2 separate regions of the Capsicum annuum genome follow, and region 1 is linked to region 2. The links are chromatin contacts, called in public Hi-C maps. All regions are on one chromosome and are shown on one strand. The core of a region is the stretch at or near the end of the contact, and the rest is flanking DNA. Distances in the headings are between cores, read along the strand shown.

Region 1 (3,522 bases), core at 159-2,658, 120 kb before region 2:
GTGTCTCAGGTGGGATTGAATTACGTGTTCATGCACCATAACAAAGTGGTTGTATATGATTATGAGGATGATAAAAGGGTGATTCAAATTCAGTTTGGAGGTGGGGGGGGGGGGGGGGGGGGGATGACATGCTAGCACTGATCAAGAAAGGTGTATGCTTGATTGTCTAATCATATGCTTGTGAGACAAGACATGAGTGAAACAAAGTCAAATAACCTAGCTCGTAGAACTCGAACTAAAATTAGACAGATGAGGGGTCGTGGATGGCTAAAGGTTAGAAAATCTCATAAAAGAACTTAACAAGTGAATGACGAAAGTTGTGCGTTAAATTTGTTTGGCAAGAAAGAAACTAGAGATTAAGAGAAACAAGGAAAACAAATGAAGGTGAATAAGGTGGAAATGTTGAAAGACTTGGGAATGTAAGTGATTACGTCTAGGGAGGTTTTATAGTCACTTGATCCATACATTACTTCCCGCACCTTAACCTTCATCTGCACCTCAAACTTGGTAAGTCTACATTAGTGACGAACAACATAAACGGCATGTCTATGATTCTAGCTGTTGTACTTGAATTTCTTTGTGAGAGTGAGCGAAAATTCTTTCAATATTTGTGCTCCTTTGAAATTAAAATGTCTTGTATGAGTGGAGTTAACTTTTGCATGTGAATGTCATCAATGCCTTGGAGTGAATGGTGATGTCTCTCTCCCAACTAGGATAAACAAGCAGAGATAAGTTGCACAGTGAAATTGAGAGAAACTTTGAGGATTTTGCGTCACAACTTGAGAAGCAACTTTTATGCAAAATTTTTATTTAGATACTATCTTCATCCTTGCGTCGTTGAAATGCTCATCCTGAAAAAACTTTGATTTACTTGTTGTCATTTCAGTAGAAATGGATAAGATATATTTAAAAAAAAAAAAAAAAAAAAATTAAAAACAAACAAACAGTGAGGAGGGGCTGTATATCCTACCAAAAATACCTCAATTACCGTCCCCCAACTCAATACTATCATTACAAATTAATAATTAAGAATATATACTTACAACAACAAAATTTAGAGAGGATATTCCAATATCATCCCCGGGAGCAAAATGCTACTCTGTTGATCTCACAGAGGGCAGTAACATCAGTCCTAGGGAACACCAAATGTAAAAGAGGGACTGAAGAGGGTGTGATAACTGCGTTGATTTTGTCGAAAGCTCTTTTAACTTCGAATGGTGATGGCACATTATACCATTGTACATACCAAGAAAGAAGAGTAGAGGCTCTTCTCCCACAATCTTCAGTTGGCCATCTTCCAGACTTGATGTACGTAGAAAAGTCCTGAAATTCCAGAGATGAACTAAGGATCTTCTCCACCCACTTCTTTACTGAACCAAGAAAAGTTGATTGCACGATTCCCTCCTTTGAACTTGTAGATCTTTTACTAAGCAAACCATTATTGTAGGCCAGTGCTATCTGTACAGGCACAATGGAATACAATAATCCATTAAAGATGGATATCAAGGATATTAATAAAAAAGGTAATATGCAGCTTAGAAGGAAAGTCCTCAGCATCAGTAAAGCATAAGTGCAATCAGGAGACCAGATCAAGAAGCATTCACTTTTAACGGTACAATTGTTAAAATTGGTGTTGGGCCTAACTCACACCCCAAAAGCTAGCTCATGAGGAGGATGATTGCCCAAGTCTTATAAAGAGACCACCCATCTTATTAACAACAAATGTGGGACTTTCTTTTCAATCTTTTAACACCCCACCTCACGGCCCAGACCTCAACTGGGATATCAATTCGGGGGTCCAACATTGGGTGAGAATGGGCCTTGCTCTGATACCATGTTAAAATAGGTCTTGGGCCTAACTCACACCTCAAAAGTTAGCTCATGAGGAGGAGGATTGTCCAAACCTATAAAGAGACCACCCATCTCATTAACCACCAATGTGGGCTTTTCAATCTTTTAACAACAATCTAATTGCCACAATAAAATCTTCTCTGAGTGACTTGTGTTGGATAAGTTTTACAGTACTTCACAGGGATGAACTGATAAACTTGAAGAACATATGAGGTCTTTACAGTGTTGGAAATGCTAATGGTCATTGACCAATGGTACGATATAAACTTGCCAAAATAGGCTCACCTGTCTTTTTAGGAAAGAAGAACATAATCATCCGTCTTTTTGACTTTTCATAAAGAGGAAATAATGAAGTTAAAGATGGTATTAGGGCTTTATGGTTAGAAATATTTATTATTCATTAATGGTTATCATGTTTTGGTACCAAATCTAAGCCCACATACTCTGCAACTCGCAAATAAATGACTTCACGCATGTAACCAAACAATTTGTCTTCTGAATCTTATTCAGAGTGTACAGAAATCTCAAAGATCTGCCATTATTATACTTTCATCTGCTTAGCAAATGGAAAAAGAATTGGCCCATACAAAAAGTTGAACGTACATAAAGAAATCCTTCTGATAGTGATCATATTAACTTTAAAAATTTACGAAGATAGCAAGCCCACACACTAAGCAGGTAGTTAAAAGAGAATTTTGAATCTGAAACAAGATCACTTTTAAAAAAATCCATAGATTCGGCCAGCTAATCAAGTACAAAACAAACAGATACCTTCAGACTTGAGATGAAGAGTGTGTCCTGTAAATTGCTGGAACTACTAGTAACCCGATCAACCATGGAACCAATAGTTGTATATAGCGACAGATAAACCTGCAGATTTTCCAAATGTTAAATGACTGCCTCCAAATACTAATATTAGCTTCTGAACAAGGAGAACAAGTAACACAATCTTCATAAGAAACAACTAAAGACCCTAAGTTTTAAACGTCAATTACGACTAATCACGACCCTAGCAGATTGATTAAGGTATCCCCAAGGTGTAAACAGAATCACATGAAGGTGGTGAATTACTGGCGACATGATAATATACCAGTGTTATGATTTGGAAGTGGTTTAGGCTGATAAAAGAGCAAGGAACGAGATGTGAAGTTAAAAAGAAGAACATGATATAGGGCCTCCATAAATGTGGTGCTCCTTCCGTTTCAATTCATGTGAACCTATTTGAGTCGGCACAAAATATAAGGGAAAAAAGCCAAGACTTTTGGAGCTTCTGGTCTTAAACACGCCAAAACATGTGTGGCTATATGACTTTTGAAAGTGTGGTCCTAAACATGCCATAGCTTTTGTGTGGCTATAAAAGTTTCTCATTTAGGAAAAAATGAAAAGTTTCAATTAAATTGTTTCCAAATTTAGAAAAGGACCATGTTTTTTTAGGCACACTAAAAGGGAAATAGGTTACTGAACTGAAACAGAAGTAGTGAGAGGGACAAATTCCATAAGGTGAAATGGTAAAAAGCCTTACTTCCAAAACACTAAGGAGGTCTAGGAATCAAGGAAATGGTTCTGCACATCAAATGCCTACTCATGAGATGGTTATGGAGATATACACAGGAGGAGCAGGTTTAATACAGTCATTGGTGCATCATACTTTCAAGAGCACCTCATGGGTTG
Region 2 (3,314 bases), core at 331-2,830:
AATGCCAAAGTTCTACGGATATCCTTAAATAAAAAGCAAAAAAAGGAAGAAAGGAAAACAAGGAAATGGTGAAAGGTTTTCCATGGACAAGTAAATCAACTTTATCTTTTATGGGACAAGTAAATCAACTTTTTCATTCAAAGGAATATCTATATATACAATGAGACTGCTTAATATGTGGAAAGAAGCTCCACTAAAATAGAATATGCAGCAGTAAAACTGGTTCAATCACCTGATGTATCATAAATTGACAAACTATCACACTGTAGAATGCACAGAACAGTGTCTGAAGTATCGCCCATCTGGCACCAGCATGCCTAAAATACCATTTAAAGTTAATTATACATCCACCTAGAAAATTGGAAAGAATGCACGTGACAAATGATTTAGACGAAGTAATGAATGAAACTTCATCAAAAGATAAGTAATTAATGAAAATCGTAAATCAAGTTCCATATATGTGAGACATGCCATAAGCTAAGCACAACACCAAAATGGAGGGGAGGACCTGCCAGAGAAAGAAATGAACGAGAATAAAATTGGAGAATTCTACAAGGGCATGTAAATTTGTGTGGAACCACATATCAGCCATACAGAAGAGCTGCAAATGTTAATTAGAACCCAAACAGCACAGATTCATCTCAACAGTCCAAGCAAGTCAGGCATTCGCATATTTATTGTGCATTGACAATGTATTTGAAGTAAGAATATTAATAGTTGCAGATGAGATGGATACATCTTCATTCAGATGGCTCAAAATTTATTTTCAGTTAAGTCAGCCATGACTTGAGCTAGCTTTGCTGATTCACCGAGCAATAAGTGTTACTTACACTCAGCTAAGACAGAACTAACTTGTAAGCTACGTTCATGTGTATGCTTAATGGTAGAGTGAGTTTTTATAATTGCAGAGTTACCTTTATCACTGCGGAGGGTAATGTGAACCTCTTATAGACTCGCAAACCAATGCTCCATATTATCCTGTAATCATGTTATGGAATACAAGTAAGCCAAATTTACATTTTGATATTCGCATAAGAAGAAATTGGGAACTTTGACTATCTTGATGGCAAATTGGTAAACTTGAACAGCAATTGTTTTGAAGGGAAAAGATTGAGATATTTGCAATTTTCTTTAGTCCAGTTCTGTAAATATGTGACTAAGAAAGAGAAAAACTGAAATTCTTAAGGGATATTTTCTTCGTAAAAAAATACCTATTCCCTCTTATAAAAAGCTCATGATCGCTCCAGTCACTTGATGGCGATGGAAGATCGAGCTCATCCGCTTCATCTCTTTGTTTGGTCACTTGTGGACTGAACAGGAAGTAACGATAATCAGCGACGCAAGTATCAGAGGGTTTGCCATCAAGAGCTTCCGCAATCAAGCCAAAGGGCTTGAATTCACCCAGAACAGTAAGTTCACGAGCACCAACAGAACCCATTTTTCTTGGGAACGAATGGAGATTATTCTCCCTTGGCTCTCTCCCGCTCTTTTTCTTTTCTTTTTTTTTTTATATATATATTTCGCGACTGAGTAAGCATAGCCGACTCATAAACCCTAAATCTTAACCCCCGACTCACTTTCATGGCGCCATTTTTAAACTTGGAAAAAGGATCAAAAATACTTATCACTATTACTTATTTTATTTGGTTAATTTTATCCTTTGTTATATTATGGGTCAGTTTTACCCTGATATTAGTGAAGTTAATAAGTAGCCCTTTGGCTATGAAAAATTTTTATTTTTTTGAAAAAATTATTTCACTTTAGTGAAAAAAGTGAAAATTGTATGTATTTGGCCATGAGATTCCAAATACCATTCAGGAATTGTATTTGGAAAAGTGAAAACAAGTTTTATTTATTTTCACTCATAATTCTCTCACAAAATTTCAAAAAATAATTTTAATTTATATTCATGGTCAAACACAACTCCAACTCCAAAAAATTATAATTTTTATGGCCAAATGGGGCCTAAATATACCTTTCAATTTAACAAATTTCTCCAAATGAATTAAAATTAACCAATTTTTTAAAAATAACTCGAACCACTCTTTAACCCAATCTTATCCGTATAATTAAACTAACCCACAAAAACATACCCAATCCCCATCCCCCCTCCTTCAATCGGTGATCACGGTATGAAGTAACAAAAACAACACAAACCTTTGGTATATCATCAAGCTTGGGTTTTAACGATAGATAATTTAACCTGTCATCATATGGTGTCAGTGGAAGACGCACTAGCACTCATATGAAAAGAAAAAATAAGGAAATAAGAAACGGAGAAATGGAATAAAAAAAATAAGGTTTTTAGATATTGGAGCAAGTTTGGTCGTCTTCTTCCTTCGACCTATGAATGGAAGCCACCATTGATAGAGCTTCAATGACTAAAAATGAGAGCAAAATTTTTTATTTCATTAGCTTGTAGGAAGGGTTGAGTACTGATTCAATAGTTGTTGATCATTTCTAGGCTTAAAAGTATCTAAAGTACAAAGGAGTTCAAAGATTGCTATTGTTGATTAATTCGAATGACAAGACAATATTAGTCAAAAACTAAGTTGTGGTGTTTTTTTTGTTGTTGTTGATTTAGAGATCAGTTGTGCATAACAATACTAGTCTCATTTGCCTGAACGAATTGAAACACCATTGAAAACCATTTAGACTCCACTAAATATTTGAACCTTAAATTTCGATTTTTCGCAAACAAATTTCATTTTAAGTTGGTATTTTTCAAAAGATTAAAAACATCTTGTGAAATCATATATTAAATGATAATTTAATAAATGATTAATTAATTTAGTAAATGATTAATTGGGTTTGGAGTAAAATTTCAGTTGTTGATTGAAGGAAGAAGTCCACCATAGCCTGGTTTAGATTTTATTTTAGTGGTTTGGGTCGGGTTAATGAATGGTTCGGATTATCTTATAGAAATTGAATAATTTTAATCTATTTGGGGGAATCTATCAAATTGAGGGACATATTTGTTGACTTCACTGCCATCTAGGGGTAAAATTAGCGTCATAGTACAACAAAGGGTAAAGTTAATCAATAAATATATGTAGAAGGGTACTTTTGATCATTTTTCCTTTAATTTTTAATGTTGATTTTAAGGAAAGATGTATTTTCCTTTTTTTTGTTAGTAACTAGTTTAGTGTACATGTTTTATACATGTGCCTCATATTAATCAGTAAAATTATATAAGGAGAACAAAATTATTTTTAAAATAACAATTAACATTGAAATAAATGTTATATCAATCTAAATGGTAAGAATTTTCATATATAAAGGTTAAAAAGTTATTTTAAAAGAAAAATATGAAC

What was found. Hi-C and Micro-C count contacts between places; a contact is called where the count stands out from the background.
Region 1: a Hi-C map of leaf shows a contact between it and region 2, with 3 times the contacts expected there. The contact joins the enhancer-like site here to the promoter of LOC107873278 in region 2. A contact is called at or near these places in 2 of 5 Hi-C or Micro-C datasets (leaf and pericarp).

What each region holds. Positions count from the first base shown.
Region 1 is chr6:80,371,932-80,375,453 of UCD10Xv1.1, reverse strand. It overlaps LOC107873278 (anaphase-promoting complex subunit 1), which reads right to left. Exons shown (of 37, transcript XM_016720054.2): 36 at 2,623-2,721; 37 at 963-1,458. The coding sequence ends at 1,075. Among protein-coding and RNA genes, the nearest start is that of LOC107873278, 120 kb to the right of the region's middle. Within about 2 kb of position 1,408, at least 4 of the 5 cell types and tissues checked have an H3K27ac peak or open chromatin away from gene starts, as enhancers often do. A contact at or near this core is called in leaf, where this site is marked.
Region 2 is chr6:80,248,827-80,252,140 of UCD10Xv1.1, reverse strand. It overlaps LOC107873278 (anaphase-promoting complex subunit 1), which reads right to left and starts at 1,580. Exons shown (of 37, transcript XM_016720054.2): 1 at 1,212-1,580; 2 at 915-978; 3 at 233-317. The coding sequence starts at 1,438.